2 separate regions of the Mus musculus genome follow, and region 1 is linked to region 2. A link is a contact called in public HiChIP or PLAC-seq data. All regions are on one chromosome and are shown on one strand. The core of a region is the stretch at or near the end of the contact, and the rest is flanking DNA. Distances in the headings are between cores, read along the strand shown. Region 1 has its middle 33 kb from the start of Ddx1. Region 2 overlaps Gm34489 (a long non-coding RNA gene).

The links. HiChIP or PLAC-seq counts read pairs in DNA pulled down with a chosen protein or histone mark.
Region 1: a FOXA1 HiChIP or PLAC-seq map of pancreatic cancer cells shows a contact between it and region 2. The contact joins two enhancer-like sites. A contact is called at or near these places in 2 of 484 Hi-C or Micro-C datasets (cortical neurons and ventricular fibroblasts), 2 of 115 datasets of contacts at active chromatin or transcription factors (embryonic stem cells and pancreatic cancer cells) and 1 of 9 other capture datasets (embryonic stem cells).

The regions. Positions count from the first base shown.
Region 1 is chr12:13,213,549-13,219,232 of GRCm38.p6, reverse strand. No RefSeq gene overlaps it. Among named protein-coding and RNA genes, the nearest start is that of Ddx1, 33 kb to the left of the region's middle. Within about 2 kb of position 1,437, at least 40 of the 459 cell types and tissues checked have an H3K27ac peak or open chromatin away from gene starts, as enhancers often do. A contact at or near this core is called in pancreatic cancer cells, where this site is marked.
Region 2 is chr12:12,507,503-12,513,517 of GRCm38.p6, reverse strand. All of the region lies in intron 2 of Gm34489 (a long non-coding RNA gene), which reads right to left. Among named protein-coding and RNA genes, the nearest start is that of Gm34489, 89 kb to the right of the region's middle. Within about 2 kb of position 4,012, at least 39 of the 459 cell types and tissues checked have an H3K27ac peak or open chromatin away from gene starts, as enhancers often do. A contact at or near this core is called in pancreatic cancer cells, where this site is marked.

The sequences.
Region 1 (5,684 bases), core at 188-2,687, 710 kb before region 2:
GGGCTTGTGAAATATAGTTTATGGATGTACAAATGTGACCCTGGACCCATATCAAACCCAGACTGAATATCTTTTGAGTGAAATTTTCCACAGGAGTGATGCTACGCTGAAGTGATTTTCAGATATTTCAGGCTGTCTAGGTACATTATGAAGCTGGAGGAGAGCTGTAAAACAAAAGCCAAGGACCTCAAGGTGGTTTGGAAACTAGGAGGGTGCTTGGAAATTCAGTATGGATTGATGACTAATGCTGGTGACAGGGTGTCTCTGAATTTTTTTCAAGAACCTTTCTTTGCAGTTGATTCACAGAAGGACAAAATGACTTTGCTGTGTCTCTGTGTTCGAAAATCAGTTAATTTCTGTCCTTTGATTAAAATAACCTCAAGGAGAAATTTCGAGACATAATTGAATTGCTCTGTGGAGCCTTTGGACTCCTAGGTGAGGAAGTAGTTTCAGGGGTAGATGTGTTCTCTACCTAGAGATTGCCCAAGAGCAATGAAATCGTCCAGCAAAATCTCAAGGGAACACTAATGGGAGCGCCACCGCGGATGCTTCCCTTCCAGACTCTGTACAAAGGGATTTGTCAGTGCCGGTCATTAGTTAACTTGTAGACCAGTTACTTTATAGAGATGTCCTAGGACTGCTCTCGCATCTCTTGGCCATGTGAGGACTGCTCTTTGTAGGTAGAAATGCATGCTTACGTGCATAGTAGCAAATACAGCCCTGAAGTTCAGTACTGAACTTAGCATTGCTTAAATACTAAGAGCCAGAAAGAATCCACCTGAGCTACTGGATGATAGGACTGCAAACAGCTCTGGAATTCCTTGGTTTCATTGTTTGTTCTCTGAACCACCTTTGAACCCAGTAGTGACTGGGCAGCTAAGAGCAACGCTGACGAGCTGAGTGACAGCTGAGGAGTGGTTCAAGTTGCTGTCTAGCTTTGAGCTGTTGCGGGAGAAAGCGTCACGTAAACCGACCCACGGTGGAGGTTTGGGGGATGTACATGTGTGCAGTGTGGAGACCTGACCCAAACTGCTGTCTCTTTTCCCGCCTCCCCACTAATGCTCTCCTAGTGTTTGTGCCAGGGGTAAGCCTATGAGTTGTTCATTAAGCCTGCTTGCCATTGATGACTGAACCTGAGAAATGCTACTGCATCCTTCTTCCCTTTACAAATAGGAACTCCTGAGTCTGCTAGGGTCTCCTTCCCAGCATCCCATCAGTAGGGTATAAGAAGAATGGCTGTCACTTCTGTGCCTCCTCTGCCTTCCCCTCACTCGGCCATGGGAGCAGTACTAGTGAGCCAGTAGATACTATTAGTTTAGTGTGATTCTTGGGAAATGGCAGAAAGACCTGATAAGGGACCTGGCTGACCCTAGGAAATAGCTGCCCACTCTCTGTGAATTGTCTGGTACTGTAACTGGGTCTTATCTGAGCTGCTGCATGGTCAGATCTTGGTCACAGAACTTTGGCGTCTGCCTCAGAGCACTAGAGGCCCTGCAAAGGCTAGAACATGTTAAATATTAACTTGTAAATGGTACTGTTTCTGACTCAGCTTCCTTATTGTCCCTTGTTTTTTCAGTTCTACAGGAGCTGAAATGCTGCTCACAGGTCTGGGTCATTCTTCTCTCTAAACAAATGCTATGGTTTACTCCACTTCAGTGTTCGATGGGTGTGGCTTCGGGCTTTGATTCTGAGGGTCACCCCTGCATAGTGACTGGAGTGGTTTTGTGCTTGAGGAATTGGGATGTATTTCCACTCTTAATAAGCTTGTAACAATCCATTGATAATTTATGTCATAACGCTCCCGCAGTGCTGATGAGCACTGAGGGGAACTTAGAGGCATATGAGCTTCAGTCACTGTGGCCTGGGTGGAATCTGCATGAGCCCATGCTTCAGTATATCAGAGCGCAAGGTCACAGCTTCTCTAAGCTGTGGTTCCTTCATGAAAAGGAAAAGAATGTGCATTATTCAGCAGCCTATCAGGCGTTCTGCGAAAGTTCAGTAGATGAGGGGCACTCGTACCGTATTTCTTGTTATTTACATTATTTCCATTGTCCTTGTACAGTGCTGCAGTGCGTACCTTCTCAGAATGTTGTCTTGAACACTGAATTCAAGACTGAACACTGGATATTTTCCAGGACCAGACCGCCAGTGCCAGATTACTTTCTGAAGGGGTTGTGCTGATTGACAGTCACACTAACAACCCAGGAAGAGCCTTGTGGAATATATTTTATGAATTAAAATAGAACTTGTTGTACTTAAACCTTGCTGTGTGTTTATAGAGTATAGATCAGTGCTAGTGAGAAGCAGATAGGAGGCACTTCCCACTTGACTCTGTACCCTGCTCCTTCCCTGTGACTGCCACCACCCCCACCCTTCCTACCCCCACCCGGCCACTATATTATGGGTTATAAGCTAAATATAAACTAAGATCTAAGCTTGAAGTCGGTCTTTTTTTCTTTTTTCTTTTTTTCCCTTTTCAAGGTAGAACTATGTGGCAATGACTCAGTCTGCCCCAGATTTAAAAAGAAAGAAAAGAATTGGTTCCTGGCCAATTGGAAATGGGTAGAACCATTTCGTCACATTCCTTGCCTTGTTTTGACTTAGAGAAATTATGTGCTTCATTGTCATTTGATAAGATACATTAAATAAATTAAAAAAAAGAGTAAATGCACAAGGAAACCCAGGGTAGATTTCCTTACAGCAATCTTATCGTTTGACTAGATAATGTCATTTTCCAAAGGACTAGTAGCAGTCCCGAAGTGATCTGGTTTCGTGGGAGTGGAGGAGGGACTATTGGAACAAAAATGCAATGGTCCAGGAAGGAAAGGGAGGGATACTAGTTTGCTATTGTGAAGGATGTCTTTCAAGGGAGGAAGAGATGAGGGAACTAAAGGGGGTTCCTGGGGGGTGGGGTGGGGAGGAGGGATGGGATTTATAGGGAGAGAGGGCACTGTAGGGGGTTGGTTCCTTTAAGGGAGGAAAAGATTGAGTATTTTGCTGTCAATTTCTGTTCAGTTGTTTTAGATTCATTTAAAATTCTTTAAAGCCTTAGTTTCTTTGTTTCTGATATTCCACTTCTAGTTAAACTATTGAGAGAAATCTGAAAGATTTTGCAATCTAGGAGGTCTGCAGGACCCAATAAGAGTTACAGACTTCTCTTTAACCTACTCACATCAGAGTCTGTTAGTTCAAGGACAGAACCCAGGACCACTGAGAGAAACACAGAAGTAGCTCTCAGAGCTTTTCTCATGGCAAATTTTTACCCTAAAGATGGCCCAAAGGACATGAGAGCCAGATTCCTTAAATGAAGTGCAGGGTCTGTCTAGACCTTGCCTCCAGGAACTCTGCCGTGACTGCTCTGGATGGAGTAGGCCTTGGGTGTCCCAGGTGATGCTAGCAAGCTGTTTTAAGTGGAGCCTGATCCATCCCTATGCATGCATGCATGCACATGTGCATGAGTGTGCATTCAGGGTTTTGTAGAGAATCTCGGATAGAAACTGATTAGAGGAGGAGAGACTATTACTTGAGTGTTGAAGTAGTGATGGCCATCATGAGTTTGGCTTTTCCTTCCCCACATATTGTGATTCCCTGGCTGCTCGCAGATGTTAGCTGCTTAAAGTCTGACTGGACATAAAGGGAAATTCTGTGTTTAGACAAAGTGGTACTGGACTGGTGGGAACTGATTCTGATCTTTTACTGTGAGGAAATTGTTGTAAAGGGGGCTAGCAAGAAAGCCCTGTAGAAGCCATTTAAAGTTCATGAGATGGCATGCTTAGCCACAGTCAGACTTACAAGCGCTTGCTAAAGAACCCTGAGACATGCTTGAGCGAGGACCGGCTTACAGTCTCAGACTACAGTTTGAGATATTTTGTTTGGCATTAAAAGCCAGGCAATTTGGAGAAATTGGATCATATCCGTATCATTACATACTGTTTACTTAAAATATTGGTATTAGTACTGTAGACTGTAATAACAAATCTTGTAATGTGTGTCCATCCATAAATTGTTACTCGTTTTCCCACTGGCTCACAACCCAGCACCAAGAAAACACTGCAGAATAAAACCTATGTGCTAATGGAGACAACCAGAGTCAGGGTGTGTGGGTTTGTGGCTCACTTCCCAGTTCTGTACACTAGGTGGTGCTAGTGTCGCGCTGTGAATACCCACAAAGGCCTGAACACATGTGTTGGTGTATTTTTACCACTTGGGGTCACTTAAGGATTACCTGACTTGCCTCTTTTCCATCTAAGCAAATTCACAGATTCCAAGGAATTATTTCCCCATTACATTTGTCAGAGTCTGTGGCTTTTTTTTTTACCTAGATCTTGAAGGCCAAGAAGTGTGAATTGGAATTTTTTTTTTCCTTAGCGAATTGGCCCCACATGGCTAGTGCCTGGGTGGTTCCTCCTGTCACAGTATGGTGGACTACCCCCCACCCCACGCCTTCTCTTGGGCCCACCATTGGAGACTTCTCCGTATAAAGATTTTCCATACATGTCAGGATCGTGCTTACGCTAATTGCTGTGCTCATTAACATCTCCAGAACTTGGAGTGCTTTTTCTCAGTCATTTCCTTTGATTTTGCCTGTCTCTGAAAGGCCAGCTCTGAACGAAGTGAGGTGGGTATCACATTAACTAATTGCTGACACCCACCGGCTTTCTTGCCTCCTATGCAGCTGATCCCAGGAATTACACCATTGCCCCTGGAGAGCATGCTAGAAATTTGTGGAATGGCCCTGGTGGACTTGCCTGCCTGTGGGTGGGTATGGGTGAGGACAAGGGCAGGATGTGTGGGCTTGCACAGCTTGGACAATGAGCCTAGTCACTTCATATGGCAGCTCATGGGGACTTATGTGAACACTCAAAACGTGGATGGTCTTTCAGAATCTCCCTTCTCAGCAAGTAACTTCTATTTTTCTTCCTTTCTTCCTTCCTATCTTTTTTTTTAAACTTTCTTTGATGTGTTTGCATATTTTATGTGCCTGGTACCTGTAGAGCTCTTAAGATGATATTGTATCTCCTGGAACTGGCGTTATACATGACTTGAGCCAACATAGGTGCTGGAACCAAACCCAGGTCCTTTGCAAGATCAACAAATGCTCTTAAGTGGGAGCCATCTCTCCAGCTATATACCTTCTGCTATCACTGAATAGCTTCTCTCCAGCTATATACCTTCTGCTATCAGTGAATGGCTTCTCTCCAGCTATATACCTTCTACTATGACTGAATAGCTTCTTAGGTGATGGAAGCAGAACTGAGTCACCAACTCAAGAACATCCTCTGCTGGGGCCATTTAAATCTGTGACAGAATTCATTTGGTTTCTACCACTGAGTGCACAGTTAAAATTACACTCAGTGTTATATAGTTTATCATCTGTGTCAAACCCACCCAAGAAAGTGAGATAGGCCTCTATTAATTAAATCCAAACTAAGACGCTTAAATCTTTTATTTCCCAACCTTCCTCCTTAAATCCTCTCCATTCATACCACCAACCCCTATGTAAAAAACAGTAAGTATCATTTATTGGTCTATACTGTGAACTTGGCATCATTCTAAGTACCCATTCTGGTTCAGTCCTAACAACCCAGAAGCTAGGTTACCTTCATATTTCCCAAGCATCACCAAGAGGGTAGTTACTAGTTTAAAGATGACATGGCTGGAAAGTAATGGTGCTAGGACTGCCT
Region 2 (6,015 bases), core at 2,763-5,262:
GAAGACAGCTACAGTATATATATATATATATATATATATATATATATATATATATATATATATATATATATATATATATATATATATCCTAAAATAAAGAAAGCAAGAAAAAGTATTTGTGAATTTCCTAAGTTTTGAATTTGCCCTATGTACCAAAACTCACTGAACTTTTTTATGATATGGATAATAACGTTAAACAACTTGAACTCGTTTCTTGAAAACAGGAAGTGAGAGTCTTCACAACACATTCCTTCTCAGTGACTAGGTATTACTCAAGTTGATTGTAAAGACCATTGAATCTATAGATTTCATGTCTACTTTATCTCTTCAAGGTGCCCAAATATCTTTACCTAATAATCTTGCATTCTTCAAGTATTTAAGAAAGGACCTCTCAAATAGCTGATTCATAAGTTTGCTGGCTTGATACATTTCGTCCACTCTTTCATGCAGTTTAATGCTTCTCAGTGGGAAGAAATACAACTGAGTTTTCTCTTTCCTCTCTGCCTGCAGTGACTAATTCCATCCCATAAAACATTGAGACTAATGTGGTTAAAGAGAAATATCCAAAGCTCATGCATAGCTCAGACTAGCTCTAATTTTGTTTCAATTTTCCCAGGAGACTCTCCATTTCTAAGTGTATTAAACTAAGAATTTCGACAATAAATAACACGCTGACTTCAAAAGGGGTAAATACAGAGTCCCAGCAAGAACAGTTATTTCATTCACAAGCCTGATAGCTTGAATGGCTTGGGGTCAGATGAGCTGGGTGGTATAGAGTCAGATGGTCGATTGTGTATCTATCTCGTGAGTGGGTTCCTGCTGATCTGAGAAGCACAACAGTCCAAGTAAGACAGTCCCACTCTGCCCAACTGAAATCACCTATGTTTTTTTCCCCATGTGGTGATTGGTTCACTCTGTCCTTGTTCAATGAAAATCACTATGAACTTGGATATACCAGACCTTGGCTCTAGGTTACTATGTCCATCAGTATCTACTCTTTCTAGCTCAACTTCATCAGAAATTTGGTTTTGGAAAGAAAAAGAAGGAATCAGTGTTGCTGACCTCAGGACTAACAATAACCTGACTAGTTTAACACTAACACTAAATGTCTTATTTAAGGTAGAGAAGGTGGGCAGATGCCTAGTCAGAGAACAACCTACGAGAGTCAGTTCTCTCCTGCCACCACATGGATCCTGCGGATCAAACTCAAATCATCAGGTTTGTCATCACTGAGCCATCTCACTGAGCCATCAATACTAATTCCCAATTAAGCAAAAGTCTGTCCTCTGAAGGGAGCTCACTATTTTGAAACTTTTTAAGGTCAGGAATGGGGCTTAATTTTTGCTAGCAATGAGCAGATTCATACTGAGAAGGTAGCTCTATCTGCATTAGGACCCCAGTGTAACCTCGAGGAACTAGGTAGATAAACTGGTCATGGTAGGTACACAGCTATAATCATAGCGTTCTAGCCTAATCATTGAACCCTTATCTCAGAAAACAAAGTGGAGAGCTCCTGAGAAATGATCCCCAAGGCTGGCCTCTGTTTTCTACATGAACATGCAAATATATCAACTTATATACACACAGAGAGAGACACACACACATGCACACACACATGCCAGTGCACATGCACACCTGCATTCACATGACCCGCCCCCCCTTACCCCCACGTACATAACACACACACAGCAGTAAGACATTTCATACATCTGAGGGCTTTCTCTCCATAGTCCTCATTTTGGGCATCTACTGAATAGAATAAAGAATTCAAATCACCACTCAATTATAGGAATAAATACTTATTTCTATTCTGGCCCTACATGGAAAATAAAATTGTCTCCAAGTTTTACACATTTTATTGCAGCATCAAATCTCACCTAATTTCATCGGAATGAAAGTTTCATTTAGTTTTAAAGAATCATGTCAGCCTTTCCTGTAATCTAGCAAAGTCTTATCTACTCTTCACAATTAGTCTCTTAAGGGACCAAGACCTGAGTATTTTGTCTTTTTGAACCAGGTCCTCACTTTTAGGTAGCATGGTTAGGTGTAATGAATTCTGCTCTCCTTTGATATCAGATTGACTCTTATTAACTCTGATGGGGCTTTGCATGAGGTGTCTTTTTCAGGCAACACCATAGTTTACAATTTCCAGAGCATGTGTGTAAGTAACCACTTGAAGCTCTGCAAAGAAAGGAAGAAAGAAAGAAAGAAAGAAAGAAAGAAAGAAAGAAAGAAAGAAAGAAAGAAAGAAAGAAAGAAAGAAAGAGAGAAAGAGAGAAAGAAAGAGAGTGGCTTTGCCACTTACAATGATGCAATGGTTGTGTAGGTCATTGTGTTTGTTTTTGATGCTAGCTATTCTTCAGAGTCAGAGGCATTGATGACTTACAATGAGTCATTAGGCCAAAAACTACTTATGTATCTTTCCATAACAAAAGCCAAGAGTATTCATTGATTAGGTAAAGGTTCAATAGCACTTTGTAAGCTTCATCAAACCCATCCTGTATAGGATTGGTGCTCTTCTGGTCTATGTAAATAAACAATGTGTACTCTTCTCTTAAGCTTCCAGTTTGATGGGTGTTAGAGGTGTCAATCAATGCAATTTAGATGATGGAACCAAGCCATAAGTTCAGAAATGATCATTGATGCTGCCAAGTATGGCAGAGACATGGAACTCCAACATAAGAAGAGCCTTGAAGGATGGGTAAGTCCATCCATACAACAGACAGCAGGTGCATCTTTCAAGGTCACACAGCTTGTAAGTGACCAAGCTTTTTTGTCTCTCTACTCTAAGATCTTTAGTAGTTCCTTAGCAGTTAGTTGAGGTGCATTAGTTATCTATCTACTACCCCCATATCAGATAACCCCAAACTGTGGTTCAAACCATAAATGTTGACTAAATCACCTTTTCAACAGGTCAGGAACTCACCGAGTAGATAGGCTGAGCAGTCATGTGTTGTGATTGAACTGAGTTAGCAGTCAATAGGGACATGCCATCTCTGGCTTGGCTGTGGCACTGTGTCTTCAAGTTCTATCAGGTGGTTTTTGGCAGAGGGGCTCTGGTATGTGTGGGCTTTGGGCAGGTAGCTTTGTTTCTTCCTCAAGTGGATTCTCCACAAGGCTCTTGAGTTTCCTCAAAACATGGCAGGTATCTTCCGCCAAAGTAAGGTGTGGGTAGATAGCATCTGCAGTACCTATGATGACATGTGTCATACATTGTCACCTGCTTTGGCCAGTTGGCAGTGGGTCAGTGCATTCTTCTCCCTTGAAGGCAGAGGTTACTGCTGCTTCGTGATGGGGAGTTTCCATGCACATTTGCATCTATCTCAGCAACAGAAATGGAGCCTATATCCTGGCATCAGGGCTGAGATGATCACATACCTCACTGTCTTCAGGCATCAAAGAAATGGTATGGCACTTCATGTCAATGGTAACTCAGTTAGCCCATCACAAGGTATGGTGGTGAGAGATCTGACCAAGACCTATCTCAACTAATTTCATTCATGACACTTCAAGGCTAGACACCCATTTACAGAGGACACCTCGAGTAGAGGGTGGGACACACTAGTGCTCACTACCTTGCCTAGTAACTTGTGAAATTCTCATCACCCAGATATCCAGTTCCATTTTACTACTTGTGAGAAGCTCGAGTGCCCGCTGTTCTGCCTCCAAAAGAATGTTTTCCCCACACTAGGAAATGCAAGAGGTTTTTACTAGTATGTTCATAGAGTTTAAAAAAATATGGGGAGAGTCCAGGGCTCCTGGATCAGACTGGCAAACACAAAGTGGCACCTCCCACCCCCCTCCACCCCCCCCCCCCACCACACCTCTTTACAACCCCAGTGAGGGCTTTTGGTCCAATAGTTTCATCCTAGGGGGCGTTGGGAGAGCTGGCAAATACTCTAAACAGATAAAAGATAATTGAACAAGGAGCGAGTGGTAAAGGGTGACAAAGTGCTATTTCCATTATAAGCTTATCTCAGTAAACTTTCTCAGAGCCCCGAGTTCCCGAGCAGGGTGTGGATTTGGCAATAGTAAAGAAACAGGCCAGGCCAGGAATGTCTGGGGAGCTAATGAAAGCCCCTGAAGTGGTTGACGTTCCTATCTCTGCTTTGGATCCCTGCCACCTTGACACAAATGTCAGACGGTGTTTAATTGGCAAACAGGGCTTCAAAGGGTTGCTGGGCCCTGCTCCCAAGGCCCCAGGGCCTGTTAATGTTTAATTGTCCTGTGCAAGGGCCCACTATTGCTCACAAGACTTGGGCATTTATTGCACTTTGCAAAAGCAGTATTATGAGGCTCCTTGTTCTGCGAGTGAGCCTTTTACAGACATGTCTTGGGTGTCCCTGGCTCACCTAACCCTTAAGAAGCAAAGTTACCAAGTTATCCACCAGGCCAGAGAGAAATACCTTCAAGTTGAAAATAGTGGAAACACTCCCTGTTCGCTAAGTTGGCCTGAAAATCCAGACGTATCCAGAGAACACTAGAAACATCAATGGGATGAGCTGAGGGTTTGGAGCAGAAGTGAAGGAGACTGAGGTTGAGGGGATTAAGCTGGATGGTAACTGGTTCTAGTGTAGATGGTGCTTGCTCTGTATGTGTGCAGCCCCACTGCAAAGGCGAAGGATGGTGCTTGCTCTGTATGTGTGCAGCCCCACTGCAAAGGCGAAGAGTTGATTTTCCTTCATTCCCTCCTCTGTCCCAAATAGCTATCTGTTTTAACATTATTCTTATAATCTAAAAAGTCAGAGAGACTGTCTTGGTGAGACTCTATTGCTTCTGTCTAATTGCACAGGGAGGAAGAAGAAATAACAAAAGACAAACACCCCTTCCCCCTACACGATGTGGAAACTCTGAATAAAAGACAGGCTTCCAACTTTTGACGACTGAAAACCGCACTTTGAATTGAATATGAATGATTTCTTTGAGTTGTCAATTGAATTCAATTCAACTGAATACATCTTCTTGGAGGGGGCACTAAGCCTTCATAGCAAACAATCCCTTTGGCTTCGCATGAGTGCTGCTTAGAGAACGAGTCTCTGTTAAATTGTGGAAATGCATTGGGTCGTTGTTTCAGTCATCCTTCTGCTGATTGTGAATCTCTCTCTAAAGAATGTAAAGAGAAATATCTAATTACACCACTTATATCAGAATGGTGAGGCGTATATTTATCCTGTTTGTTAATTACATATGTCACAGCTAAAGACCACACATCAGCTAATGTCAACAGCAGCTCGAAGGGCCTGGTAAGCATCAAAAGGGAGGTGAATACCAAATTAAAAAACAAAATCCAGCAGACTGACTAAGAAAGTATGTATATTCTTAATATATTTACATTAAATCAGACTTTCTTTCTTCTCTTGCCTGGCTTTACCCTCACAGGTTCTCAGATTGTTTTTGTCCCATTGGCATCTGTTTTCTTACGTGCAGAATCACCACTTATTAGCAGGTGTCAGGGCCACTAACCCTGCAGGTTGGAGGGCGATGCAGCCGGAACTTGAACATTAAGTCTCTTTACCATAATTCTTTTGCTCCAATGGATTCCGGTCCTTCCATTCCTACTCTGAGTTCCTCAGTCCTCCTGCATGCCAAGAGGTCAGCAGATGACCCCTTCTACCATGAAGTCTAGTCACATCCAAAGACCCCAGCCATAGACCCTTAGATTCTTGGGAAAGTAGACTTAGAAATACCCTGTTGTGTACAAAGCAAGCACCTTGTGAATCTATACACACAGTTAATTAGTTCAGAGCCTAAAATATTATGTGATTCTTTTCTTAATAGAAATCAAAAGCCTTTATGCACACTTTCTTGGCAATTTTCAGTGAAGGGCATATTATCTTCTGGATAGATCTATGGGAACATGCATTACACACCTACCTCTTATTCTCATTAATGATGATAACAGCATGCACACAGGAGCACGGCACTTGGCTTTTACACAAGAGGCCTCCCTCCCTCCTTTTCATTCTGTTGTTAACAACCTCTGCTTCGCGTTTTTTTCCAGGTGAAACAAAACAC